Linked DNA regions of Mus musculus: region 1 is linked to region 2. The links are chromatin contacts, called in public Hi-C maps. All regions are on one chromosome and are shown on one strand. The core of a region is the stretch at or near the end of the contact, and the rest is flanking DNA. Distances in the headings are between cores, read along the strand shown.

The links. A called contact is a pair of places that touch in the nucleus more often than the background predicts.
Region 1: a Hi-C map of cortical neurons shows a contact between it and region 2, with 2.4 times the contacts expected there. The contact joins two enhancer-like sites. A contact is called at or near these places in 2 of 484 Hi-C or Micro-C datasets (cortical neurons and embryonic stem cells).

The regions. Positions count from the first base shown.
Region 1 is chr13:24,991,984-24,998,749 of GRCm38.p6, forward strand. It overlaps Mrs2 (MRS2 magnesium transporter), which reads right to left. Exons shown (of 11, transcript NM_001013389.2): 7 at 5,045-5,161; 8 at 3,362-3,514; 9 at 2,742-2,859; 10 at 1,687-1,800; 11 at 312-1,205. The coding sequence ends at 1,095. Among named protein-coding and RNA genes, the nearest start is that of Gm52042, 12 kb to the right of the region's middle. Within about 2 kb of position 1,333, at least 27 of the 459 cell types and tissues checked have an H3K27ac peak or open chromatin away from gene starts, as enhancers often do. A contact at or near this core is called in cortical neurons, where this site is marked.
Region 2 is chr13:24,683,851-24,690,756 of GRCm38.p6, forward strand. It overlaps Ripor2 (RHO family interacting cell polarization regulator 2), which reads left to right. Exons shown (of 23, transcript NM_029679.2): 9 at 5,616-5,659. Among named protein-coding and RNA genes, the nearest start is that of Ripor2, 49 kb to the left of the region's middle. Within about 2 kb of position 3,586, at least 36 of the 459 cell types and tissues checked have an H3K27ac peak or open chromatin away from gene starts, as enhancers often do. A contact at or near this core is called in cortical neurons, where this site is marked.

The DNA.
Region 1 (6,766 bases), core at 83-2,582, 310 kb after region 2:
AGAGGGCTGACCCCCCAGCTCTGCTCCACCAGGCGAGTGAGCACTCTAAAATGAGCAGCACTCGCAGCCTCATTTCAGATGGTGTTTTGAGTCAGTGTCTTACTTATAGTCCAGGTGGGCCTGGAACTCACTCTATAACCTTCACTGGCCTAGAACGTAATCTGTAGCCCAGGCTGGCCTCAAACTCTTTGTAATCTCCCTGCTGCAGCCTCTCAAGGACTGGAGGCACAGCTGGTGGAGCAACCATGGCCTGCTTTGCCATTTGTTTTAAACGAGAACTTTTGACTGGGAAGATCACGTTCCCACAGTTCTTGCATTAGCTACGTTCTTGTTTGACAAGCCCATCTGCTAACTTCTGAGAGGTCGGCAAACACATTAGCTGGCTGTATACATTTTCTCCTGGGGAGGGGGTAGTAGGACAATCTCTTAAAACAGGCAATCATCAAAACAGCTATAAAATTGTAAGAGAATAAACAAACTCCTTCTTTAAACCTAACTCCCATGGTTCTATTTATAACTAATCAAAAAATAGTAAGAATCTTGATTAACTGGAATCCAAATATGCTGACATTAAATTATACCTCCTTTCATTCATCTTATATATAAAAGAGAGCAAATGCCTGGAAGGTCTAACACTCCTCCAGAGCTTGCTGCAAGGCTAACAGATCCATTAGCTTTCGTTCCTGAGTGAGAACCTGCTAGGAGTGTGGGTCCCTCCCTGCGCGAGGAAGTGAGGTCTGTGTGCTCAGGAACCATGGGCTCTGCCAGTCCCTGGGCTCCTTCAGCACGAAGCTGCACTCTTCTTGATATGTAGAATGACGCTGAATCTACATAAGTCTACCTCACAATAAATTAATCTATACTTTAAAAAGCCCATAAAAACAGTATTTCAAAAGTTGGTAGGACACAGGGTTTTGGCCTTTTACAAAGAAACCTCTTCTTAGTCTCAAAGAATTCTGAAGATGTGATCAAGTTTAGTATTGTGAATGCCACAGTATTTTTAGTCAGACATAATTTAAACACCAGTTGTCTTTTTTCCCCAGAAAGTAATAATAGCTTCAGAAGTATACAAATCTTTGTCTGTCAGGCTGCTGCTAGCGGCTTGCCAGGATAGTCCTGCTTGCTCCAAGTCCTTCCGGCCTGAGGCTGTTTTTCACGTCCATCCTTCTATTGGCCAGAAGGGTCTTTTTAGGTAAGGAGGTCATCTACATAAAGCAGGAAAGGAATTTCAGTTTGTGTTTCCTTAGAAACCACTAACCAGAGGGTAAGGGAAGGCTGGGCAGGTCCGTGCCCGTGCACTTCCTCCAGCAGTGCTGACTCCACAGACAAGGGAGGAAAGGAGGGGCAGCCCCCAGGCTCATGAGAACACTACAGCTAGCTGCATTTCAGCACAGCTACAGGAAAGCCCTGCAGAGCATCTGTCTCAGTGTAGGATTCCTGCCAGTGTTCTACAGAAACCAAGTCATTTCCAGCTGATTCACTGTGCTGGACACTGCTAAGCATCCCACCTTATTTAACTGTCTACATCATAGGATGCACATAGTGTGGACTGGATTACTAGAAGGGAAAGTAAGGAGAACTTGCACAGGGTTACAAAGCCTGCGACCACTGAAACCCAGGCTGCCTGACCCTTGGCCCAGATCTGCAGAGAGCCCAGCAGTGCTGCCGTGAACCCCAAGTCCATACCACAGGGGGCACAGGAGCTTCCAGCTGTCTTCCAAGGAATGAGAGCAACCTCCTCCAGATGAGACCACTTCCCATAAACATAATCCCCGTAACCAGCCAAAACACGCGATGGTCCTGAAAGAAATGAGTTTGTTCCAGTCACAAAGAGGGGGGGGGGGTCAGGCTCCTCACAGACAAGCTCCCCGCCATTGAAGAGTGCTCCATAAAAAGCAGCGAGGACAAGGCCTGCAGTAAAGAAAGCCCAAACACCACGGCGAGGGCAGGACTACTCCTCAGTCTCCTCACAACTGGGGTCTGCTGCACCTGGGACTGTGTATAATGCAACTATCAGAAAATGCTGTAAAGGCAAGGCTTTGCTCTGCAGCCCAGGCTGGCCCTCAATTCCTGGGCTTGAAGAGCTGGATCTGCAGGTGTGCACCACCACACCAGGATGAGAAAGGATTTCATTTTGGGTTGAAATCCTCTTGTTTTATAGAAGTGCAACTTTAGTTTCCTGAGGCTCTCATCTACAAAGTAGGGGAAATGTGTCTATTTTATAGAGTTGTGGTAACTGTACCAAAGAAGCCCTATATATGTAAACTCCCAGGAACACACAACTAAAATAAAATCCCTTATTACCACTGCCTCACAGTTAGTCAGTGTCTCCTGGGTACTTCCATGTTCTAGGAAATAACGCACAGGGGCCACTGGTAACTGCCTGACTTCTAAGTGAGTTATAGCCTGTGCTCAGGTGACATCTTTATTGTCAGCTTGACTAGATTTGGAACCCCTCAGGAGTCAATTCTGGGAGGGTCTCCAGAGGGGGCGAGCCCCCTGCTCCTGACTGTGGCCCACATGACCAGACGCCTCCTGCTTTGCGACCTTGCCTTCCCCGCAATGATGGACTGTGACTCCTTTAACTGTGAGCCAAAACCAACTTTTTGCACCTTGTGTTGCCTTTGCCAGGGATTTTGTCACAGCAATGAGAAAGGGAACGAATATACTTCAAACAAATCTGACCATTTAAACATTATAAAATAAAATCCTGTGAGCTATTTAAAGAGTTGCATTCTTACCTCTTCAAGGGAAGATTCCAAATTCATGCCAAAAGCAACTCCCATCAGACCAAAGAGTGAAAGGGAGAAGGTTCCCATGGTCAGCTGGAGATTTAACCTCATCATCACATTGCGATGGCTGCAGAGAAAACAGCCCACTCAGACCAGCACACACCCAGATCCAGCAACACCGAGTGAAGGCCGATGGAGGCTGGGGGTGGTCACTCTTCACCTTCAAAAGGAACTCCTGTGATGTATTATAATATTGTAGCTTGACAAAGTTTAGAATCACCATAGAAACAAATGTCTTAACTGAGGTGGGAAGACCCACCCTTGCCATAGGTGGCACTAGTCCGCAGCTGGGGACCTGGAGAGCATTCACAGGGAAGTGAGCACAGCACAGCACTCACCTCACTGGTTCCTGACTAGGACATATGAGCAGCTACCTCAAGTTTCCCTCAAACTCTGAGTCCAAAAAACCCATGCATCATTCAGTGCTTTAGCCAGGCCATAGGTAACCAATAAAGCCCACTGGAGTAGTCCCAGATGTGATGGTGTGACTTCTTCCAAATGCCATTGTTTTAAAAAGTGCTTCTTCGTTCCTAACTGCAGTGCTTGCCCCCTCTGTAGGGCATCCTCACCTGTCTAGGTTGATGAAGATAATGCTCTGCGAATCGTCAATCAGGACCCGAAGCTCGCGCGCCTCGTTGGAGAGGTCCTCTGCTAAGCGGTAGTAGTTCTCCAGCAGCAGCTCCATCTCCTCTGCGTGGTCGATCCCAGTGCTGCTCTTCTCACTTCAGTACAGTCAACAGTCAGCAAACCCAACACTGTGCAGTGCATCCTGACCCCCAACTCCAGCCACCGGGGAGAGAGCTAGCCTTGTCTAGTTTGTTGTCTAGCCTTGTCTCACCTGCTGTGACTGCATCCCATTTGTGAGCTCTGTCAACTGATCCTAAGCATATGCACGCAGCCCTACTCAGAGGAGCTCAAATCACTGTGCCCAGGCCCTCAATCCAAAAGACGCATGGAAACGCAGCTGTGAATACTGATGAGATAGTGCAAACACTAGGGCACTATGGAGCACAAGAGAACCCAGATTAACTTGAAAAGAGCATTTCCTGGGGCTGGACGATGTCTCAGTGGTTAAGGGTCTTCCAGATGACCTGGGTTTGATTTCTAGCACCCTCATGGTGGCTCACAACCATCTGTAATCTGAGAATCTCCAATTCTCAGAGATCTGATGCCCACTTCTGGCCTCTGTAGACATGGAACATACAAGTGGTACATAGACATACATGCAGGCAAAACACCTATGCATATTTGAAAAAGCATGTCCCTTTGAATACAATCAAGTACAGCAGTAGCTGATTTCATCCTCCCTGGATGAGTGAGCAGAGGACCTAACTGCTGTTATCTGCTTCCCCGAACACATCCTATTAGCAGTGTGAAGCTCTAGCCTGTGTGGGTGGATAGATACCACAGGTCTGACTGTCGACTGAGGCCGTAAAGTACTCTAAGGCACACCTTTCCTGCAGGATAGATTTGGTAAAAGTGAATTGCATTGGCATGTTTGTAGGATTAAATGGTAGGAAGAGTGGGTCGTATGTTTTGTCTTGGGGGAACTAAAAAAAGAGAAAGTACTTGTTACTGTTTATGGTGTGCGAGTGACGTGGGAGTCAGAAGACAGCATACGGCTGCACCCTCCTTTCCCTTTCCCATGGACTCCAGGCATCCAGCTCAGGTCAGCATGCTCGCACAGACGCTTGCACCTGCCCCCTGCTTGCTCTTAGCTAGTGAAGAGCAAGAGCACTTACAACTGCACCTCTGTCTAGAGAGTGCATCTCTCTATAGGCTCTGGTCCCAGTACTGGAGGAGACTCAAGTCTCCAGTGACTTTTAAAGGCATTGCCAAGTATTAAAGATCAGACAGTGAGCTTTATACTTTGTGTTTGGACCTTTTTTAGCAGTTTCTAAAAAACCAAATATTTCTAGGTTTATGAATCAGAAAGTGTGTAAGCTATGTGTTTACAGCAGACAAGGCTTATGGAATCCAATCCCCTTCTCCTTACCATGCAACTGTTGCCTTTGCTTCTTAGGGAACTTATTGCATTGTGCATATGTTGCTTAGTGATCCATTCCCTGGGGCTAACTGCGATATATTTATGTTCTCTTCAGCCCAGCAGCTGGAATGCAATGTGCACGCAATGCAGCCTCACTGAGCTGGGACCTGCGCAACACACAGTGTCTAAAGCTAAAAAACACCTATTCTCTGTCTAGAAGAATACAGGCTCACCTGAGGGAGAAACAACACAAGGCTCCACTTACAAGACATGTGGGTCGCTCCACTTGGTCAGACAGAGTTCTTCCAGCATCTCCTCCTCATCCAAGAGCTCCAAAATCGACTCTTTGAAAATTTTAATGTCTGTTTCTAACTCAGAGAGACTGTAAGAATAGTTACACAGCAGAGGTCAGCACCATAAACGTGCATCATTTCATGTAAGTGTGAAGGGCAACTTATAAGGCTAAGGCAAAACATGTGGGCATTATCCTTAACTAAGGACTCTGCGATGAATCAGGCCAGGGGATGGCTGAAGAGGTGCATGGAGGACGTTTGTAGGAGGTAGGTTACAGGTAAGAGAAAGAAGCCGGAGAAGCGGCTTGTAGTCTCGTTTGTGAGTCCTGCAGGAAGGGGATGGACAACCACTCAGCCTTTGTGTATAGCTCTGAAGGGGGAATCGCGCAGGCAAAGGCTGGCTCGGATCACTTACACCCTTGGCCTACCCCTCTTTGAGAGAGGGCATCACTCTGTAGCCTAGGCTGGCATCCAACTGGAGGCAATCCTCCTGCTGTAGACTGCTGAGTGCTGGGATTACACGTGAGGTGCCATACCTAGCTTTGCACATTCTTTTTAAAAATTACTTATATTTATGTGTCTGTGTGTGCCTATGCCATGTGTCCTATTGTGTGCCAACTGAGGCCAGAGTGTTGGCTTCTTGGAGCTGGAGTTACAGGTGGTTGTGGGCCACCTGATATGGGTGCTGGTGAGATGGCTTGGCAGGCAAAGGTGCTTACCACCAAACCTAACCACCTAAGTGAATTTGTGTCATAATTTAAATAAATATACTCTGAGACTTGTACTATCCAGCTTTTTTTGAAAGTTTAAGTTAAATGCTGTGTCTATTGCTCACCTAGTGTGTATGAGGCTTAGGGTTCAATCCTCAGCACCACAAAAAAAAAAATATTCAAAACACTGACAGCTAAAATCTGACATGGGGGGAGGAGTGTGGTTGTCAGAGAGATGGCCCAGTGGTTAAGGACACACTCTGCTGTCCCAGAGAACCTCAGTTTAGGTCTCAGCACTTAACACGTGACAGGGTATGTGCAAAAGGGGCGGGGGTGGGAGCATGAGAAAGGTGCACTTAACCACTACGCCAGCTCTGACAATCACAACCTTCCCTCTCACAGCAAATTTTAATATGGTGCTGGGGCCTCACACACGAGGAAGATATCTACCACTAAGCTAGCCGCAGCCGAGGCCGCAGCCACAGCCACAGCCACAGCCACAGCCCTTAGTTGTTAAATTTTCAATGACACCAGGAGAGTACAATTCTCAGAATATATTTATTTAAACTGTGACACAAATTGACTATGACAACATTTAAATTCTTTGATAAGTTATGATTTTAGAAAATGAACATGGGCTTTACAGTAGGGGATACGTGAATCTGGATTTAGATTAATGAATTTGCTATCAAAATAAAGACAGCATCAACAACTGAACGGGATGACAGATGGGCTGGAAACAAAGTTTCGTGCAGTATCTTTCTGAACACTATTAGATTGTGTGCTCCTTTTGGTTCAATCTTCCACCGATAACACTCAAAAAAGAAATGCACTATTTTCATATAAAAACTAAATCCCAGCACTGAGGGGGCTAAGGCAGGAGACAGCAGCAAGTCCAAGCTTCCCCGAGGTCAAGGTCGGCCTGGGGTATGTAATGAAGTAGGTCTCATCCTCCCTGGAGTCCCCTCCCACAAAAGAAAATAA
Region 2 (6,906 bases), core at 2,336-4,835:
TAACTTAGCTAAAGGTCTGGTTTCAGTCTCCAACAGTAGTCCTGGCTCAGGAGACTCCCCAGTCTTGTGGGATCCTCACTATTTTTACATGTCTAAAAGGCATTTCTTACTCTGCTCACTATAGTCAGCCACCACCATACCCACTTCTAGGCATTCCTTATTCAAACAATTTGACCATGGAAATTAACCATCACCGCTGCCAGTACATGACCACCTCAATGCCACATTATGAAGAAGTCCTAATAATTGAGCAGACACTATCAACCATCAAATGCCAGTTTTCACTAGAGAAGGGATTCCCATCAGCTTAAAACATAAGCACCTAAAAGGTATGGCATGGGGAAGGGACTACCCACCCACCCACCCACATAATCCAAATCTCAGATCTGGAGGGAGTAAGCTTCTGTCATGGGTGGATGCCCTGGTCACCAACTGTGAACTGAGTGACTTGGGCTGAGACACTGAATGCCTGAGCCATATGCTCTGCTATCCCTCTGCCCACTTTTCTCTTATGCTTCCTTGGTTGCCCTAAACTCAACTTTTATCACCTCTACCCTCCTAACGTAAAAAACCCAGAAACTACAGCTCTGATTAAACACACACACACACACACACACACACACACACACACACACACACACGCCCCGTCCTTTTCTCCCTCCACAAAAGGAGTGAGAAGACATCCCAAATTCTCATGAGCTACTGCTGTCCATTATGTTTGATTAGTATACACCTCAACCTCTACCCTCACCCCTGTTCCCAAAGCCAAGCACTTGCATCACATTCTCAGATCTGACAACCCCTGAGTTCCTCCTGCCACACCCTCCCACACTTCCCTTTTGCTCAACTCCACAACTAACTACAATCTGAAAGGCAGTTGCCCTCGAGATGGTGATGATAAAGACATGGGGACAAGAGCTGCTAAGCTATGCACACCAGCCTCTGTCACTTCATGACCCCAGGACACCACAGTTGTCTGGAGATGCAGGGTGGAGGGGAACCTTTGAGTATCACATCCTCACGCAGTGGGCATACATGAGCAAACACATGACCAGACTGTTGTAGATGCTTGAGCCCAGGATGGATGGAGGGGTTGCTAGGGCAGAGGCAGGAGGATCTGAGTACAAAGCTAGCTGTAAACTGTCTCAAAAGAAAACAGAAAATTAAGTCGGGTCTGCTGGTCCATGCCTATAATCTTAGCACTCTTGAGGCTGAGGCAGGAGGATTGTGAGGTTGTGGCCAGCTTAGGCTTCACAGTGAGACACTGTCAAGAAAGAATGAAAAAGAAAGAAGGAAGGGAAAGGGAAAGGGAAAGGGAAAGGGAAAGGGAAAGAAAAGAAAAGAAAAGAAAAGAAAAGAAAAGAAAAGAAAAGGGCTGGCGAGGTAGCTCAGCGGGTAAGAGCACTGACTGCTCTTCCGAAGGTCCTGAGTTCAAATCCCAGCAGCCACATGGTGGCTCATAACCACCTGTAGTGAAATCTGATGCTCTCTTCTGGCGCTGTCTGAAGACAGCTACAGTGTACTTATATATAATAATAAATAAATCTTTGGGCCGAAGCAAGTAGAATTGATTGGCCAGAGTGAGCAGAGGTCCTAAGAATTCAATTCCCAACAACTACATGAAGGCTCACAACCATCTGTTCAGCAACTATGTACTCAAATACATAGAAATAAATAAATAAATAAATCTTTAAAAAAGAAAAAGAGACAGAGAGAGAAGGAAAGAAAGGCAAGAAGGAGAGAAGGAAGGAAAGAAGAGGAAGGAAGGAAGAGGAACAGAGGGACAGACAGAAAGAAGAAAAGAAAAAATAAAAAATGTTAAGTGAAGGTTCCCACTGAGGAAAGGATGGGGGGGGGGGGTGCAGAGAGCGTCCTGAATAACCTCTGGCTAGAACAACTAAACTGAAAGTCCCTCCTGAAGGCGGGGATGCTGCCCAAAGCTGTCGGGGGGGGGGGGGGGTGCTGTGATCTCTGTGCTCTGTAAAAGTGCTGTGGGGAGCTGTTGAGGCCAGATTCCAAAAACCTGTAAGGACCCAGCTGGATTCAGGACCCCAAATCAGAAAAGAAGCTAAGAACTGCGTGTCTTACAGAAAACTGCTTTTCTTCCCAACGATGACCTCATTCAAATGAGTTCCAGGAGGACACATGTCCAGAGGTCAGTGCTAGCTGGTCACCATGGCCTTTAGGATGAACTGGGAAACCTGCCCAGGAAGCAGGAAGGCCAGTACTAAGACACAGTCCGAGGTACACTCTTAGGAAGGTCATGGCAAAACTGGGAAACAATGGAGTACTTCTATGACCAGAACCGTGTCTGAGCAAAGGCAGCCAGTGGCACGGGGAGCCAGGTGAGCAGCTGTGTGGCTGTAGGTAGCTGGGAGGCTCTATAGCTGTGTAGCTGTAGATAGCTATGAGGTTGTATCTGCAACCTTTCTCCACTGTGATAAATTCTCTGAAAGAAACAACTTAAGAGGAAAACGATCCGTGGCGGCTTAAGATTTGGAGGAGTTTAGTCCACTATGGGAAGGGGAGCTATGGTAGTCGGAGAGGCCGGCAGCTGAGGCAGGGGTTAGAGTGGATCAGGAAGCCAGACACAGGCTGGAAGCAAAGCAGAGTTATAAACCTCAAGAACACACTCTCCAGTGTCTGATTCCTCCAGCTAGGCCCTAACTCTTAAAGACTCCATAACCTCCCACAACAGAGCTACCCAGCTGGTGGCCAAATGTTCAACCATGAGCGGGGGCATCATTTATCCACAGTCACACTGGGGGCAGCACCCTGTCCTCCATTCAGGCTGTGGAAGAGCTGTTGGATCATTAACACAGGAGCAAGGTAAAAGATCAAAAGAGACCCACCTGAGGGAACCCAGGGATGATTTCTGAGTGGCCATCATGAAAACCTAGCTGATACAACAGTTACCACCAAGCAGCTGAGAAAACACTGGGCTTTTCGCAGCTGTAGAAATGCCAGCAGGGCCTTGGGCCAGAATTTGCAGAACCTAGCCAGGCCCCAAAGTCCACGATAGCTGGTGCTCCAGCAGAAGTGCTCCCCCCGCCTGGGGAGCTTCGGCTGGAACTGGCTCCTCCTACCTGCTGCCATTCTGCTGTTATCACTGTCACCAGAGGCTGGAGATGCCTTATAAGGAATGTCAATAAGGTGTGTTCATTCCATGGACAGTGAGACCCAAAACTCATCACGACCCCAGCCCTCCTCCTCCCGTGATAAGAAATTTCTGGTGATTTTGAGAAGGGAGATCGTCAAAGAGTCCCCCCACCCTTCTCAACGTATCCATCATGGTACATAGTCAGCTTCCCTGAAGCGGGGTCCCTATTGTCACCTCAACATGTAACCAGCTAGTGGATTAACCAGGAGCTGATAATTTGTAGGTATTCAAAGGGTAAATAGGGTTTTCTTAGAATTAGCACATTGGGCTTCAGATTCATAAAAGCCAGCCAGCAGTGCTTTCTTTCCGATGTGTTTTTGTGGAGGTGGGGGAAAAAAGCCTAAATGCTCCAGAATTATTCATGAAAATCGCTTCCTCCAATCCTGCTTTTATTACAGTGGGTCCTCCTAAGTGGCTCATTAGCTTCTAATTGTTAGCGAGAGCTGCTCCTAAATGCATGGGCTCGCCAACTAAAAGGCATGCCAAGTTGGTGAGCTGCTGCCATCTAGTGTCGAAAGATGGTAAGAGGTGAGCCCATTTTGAAGCTTCCCTGGATTCGTCTTATTCATCACCATGCCCATGGGTCAATGGGAAGCAGATTTGTCCATTTGAGATAAATTGAGCCATTCACTGAAGGTAAAACACACAGTGTGACATCATCCTTGTTATGTCTACGTGAGTAAAATCTTGTTTGCTAGAAACACAACCCAGGGCAGGGAAGACAGCATAAAGCGAGCAAAAGGATATGGGTTTGGATCTGCAGAGCCCACATAAAAAGCTGGGCATCGGGTCATGTGATTATAATCCCAACTTGGCCTCTGATGGAAAAGGGACTTGAGATGGGTAGTAGGTCCCTGTGCTTTCTGGCCAGCCAATCTAACCAAACAGCAACCTCCAGGTTCAGTAAGAGATCCCATCTCAAAAAGGAAAAAAAAAAAAAAAAAAAAAAAAAAAGGGTCTATGAAGCATCCGCAAACATAGGCATACATATGCCTGTGTATACATGCACAAGCACGTACAAGCACAGGAGAAACTTGCCCCAGGACTCAAAGGTTAGAAATAGAAAACGTCTGTGCTGATTTTTTCACTGCAATTATGTCATAGTTTTTTTTTTTTAGTGAGAAATTCTAAAATGTAAATTAATATTTTCACCCTCACACAGTGGGCTTTTGGTAAATATCAATAGGAAGGTGGAAAGGGTAATGGAAGCTGGGACTCTGGAGCTGTCCCAGGGCGGCGGCCGTGTATTCTGACAAGGTGTTGCTGCTGAAGCGGTAGGCTCAAGTTGACCTGCAGATGACACAGGGGAAGAAAAGGCACCTTGTGCTAACTGGATCTGTCAATCAACGCAGGCTAGAGTCACCTGAGAGGAGGGCGCCTCATTTGAGAAAATGCCTCCATAAGATCCAGCCATAGAACATTTTCTTAATTTGTGATGATGGGGAAGGGCCCAGCCCATCGTGGGTGGTGCCATCCCTGGACTGGGAGTCCTGGGTGCTATAAGAGAGCAGGCTGAGAAAGCCAATAAGCAGAAACCCTCCATAGCCTCCATGACCTTCGTATCAGCTCCTGACTCTAGGTTCCTGCCCTGTTTGGGCTCCTGTCCTGACTTCCGTTCACTGATGAATCGTGACAGTGACGCTTCAGCTAAATAATCGCTTTCCTCCCCAAGTTGCTTTGGTCATGGTGTTTCATCGCAGCATTAATCATCCTAAGACACACTTCTTCTTTTGAAGGAACAGGCTATTGGCAGTTTGTTGATTGGATTTAGTTTGTTTTCTTTTCTTTATTTATATTTATTTTTATGTGCAGTTGAGTTCTGTCTCTGTCAGATCCTGGAGCTGCAGACAGTTGTGAGCTGCCACGTGGGTGCTGGGAATTGAACCCAGGCACTCTAGAAGAACAGTCGGTGCTCACAATTGCTTAACCATCTTTCTAGCCCCTGGGTTTGTTTTCTTAATCACCAGTGTGGGGTACATGACAGTCTACTTCTAGCAAGTTCATAAGCATCAACAGTGGCATCACTGTGCTATATAAGTAGAATGAGAGAAACAGGAATGAGTGTGCTGCAGACAAGTGACAGGTGTGGGGACAAGGACTCACAGGAAGGTATCTAGTGTCACAGATCTTGGGAGACAGGAAAACCAAGAGGCCAGTTTATTTGCATGGGAATATTTTGGTCAGTGAAAGAATAGGTCTTTTTGGTCCTGCTGCCCTGATCCTGAAATCTGCCAAAGGTACACAGAGTTCTCACCACCCAACAGACTCCCCTTGAAACCTCCTCCCACCACCCTAAGGGGCATGTCCTGCTAGCTGTATATCCCCACAAAGGCTATTCTCTGAAGATGCTCCTACACCTGTTACATTATTACATGAGTTTTTAACCCATGACAAATTGTGTCTCTAAAGAAGGGAAATGTGTTCTGCAACTCACAGAACGATCTCTTGTTTTCAGGTCTGGCTGGCTTTGCCCGCCTCTGTCCTGGAGATCAATATGAAGTAAGTAATGTGTTGGTCTGCATGTTGGCATTGAAGGCTTGAAGGGCTATAGTTATGATTGTTGTTGTTGTTGCTGCTGCTGCTGCTGCTGTTCTGGTACTATTAACCAAGGAACTTGTACATGCTAAGCAAATGCTCTACCATTGAGCTACATCTTCAGTCAATGTTTTACTTTTTTAAAATGTGTGTGTGTGTGTGTGTGTGTAGAGGAGTGCCTATATGTGTTTGTGTAGGTATGTGCACAGGATGCAGGTGCCTACAGAGACCAAAGCTTGAGTTTGGGGCAGTTGTGCTTCCTGTAGATGCTGGAAACTGAACTTGGGTTCTCTGCAAGAATAGTATGTGCTCTTAATGCTGAGCCATTTCCCCACTTCTACTTTTTATTATTGAAACCGCAGTTCATAAAGTTGTTTGTTCAAGCTAAAACTTGAACTTGTGATCCTCCTGCCTCAGTTTGGATGTCAGGCATGTACCATCAGGCCTGAGTCCAGTTGTTATTATTTTTCCTTCATTTGTCTTTTAACATTTTGAGCCAGTGAGAAAGTCTGGAGGGTAATCTGAGAACTGACTCCCACATGTGGAACATGGCAGTTCCATACACCCCACTATTACCATCCTCATATACGTCGCTCACTACCAATTATGACCCTTCCTCCCTCAGTTCCTCTCCCAACACTGAAAGGACAATCTTTCACATAAGACCCAGACAATTCTTTTATTATTATTATTATTATTATTATTATTATTATTATTAGATATTTTCTTTATTTACAATTCAAATGCTATCCTGAAAGTCCCCTATACTCCCCCCACTCCCCTACCCACCCACTCCCAGTACAGGGCCCTGCCATTCCCCTGTACTGGGGCATATAAAGTTTGTAAGACCTAGGGGCCTCTCTTCCCAATGATGGCCAACTAGGCCATCTTCTGCTATATATGCAGCTAGAGACACGAGCTCTGGGGTACTGGTTAGTTCATATTGTTGTTCCACCTATAGGGTTGCAGATCCCTTCAGCTCCTTCGGTGCTTTCTCTAGCTTCTCCATTGGGGCCCTGTATTCCATCTTATAGATGGATGTGAGCATCCACTTCTGTATTTGCCAGGCACTGGCATAGCCTCACAAGAGACAGCTATATCAGGGTCCTTTCAGCAAAATCTTGCTGGCATATGCAATAGTGTCTGGGTTTGGTGGCTGGTTTATGGGATGGATCTCTGGGTGGGGTAGGCTCTGGATGGTCCATCCTTTC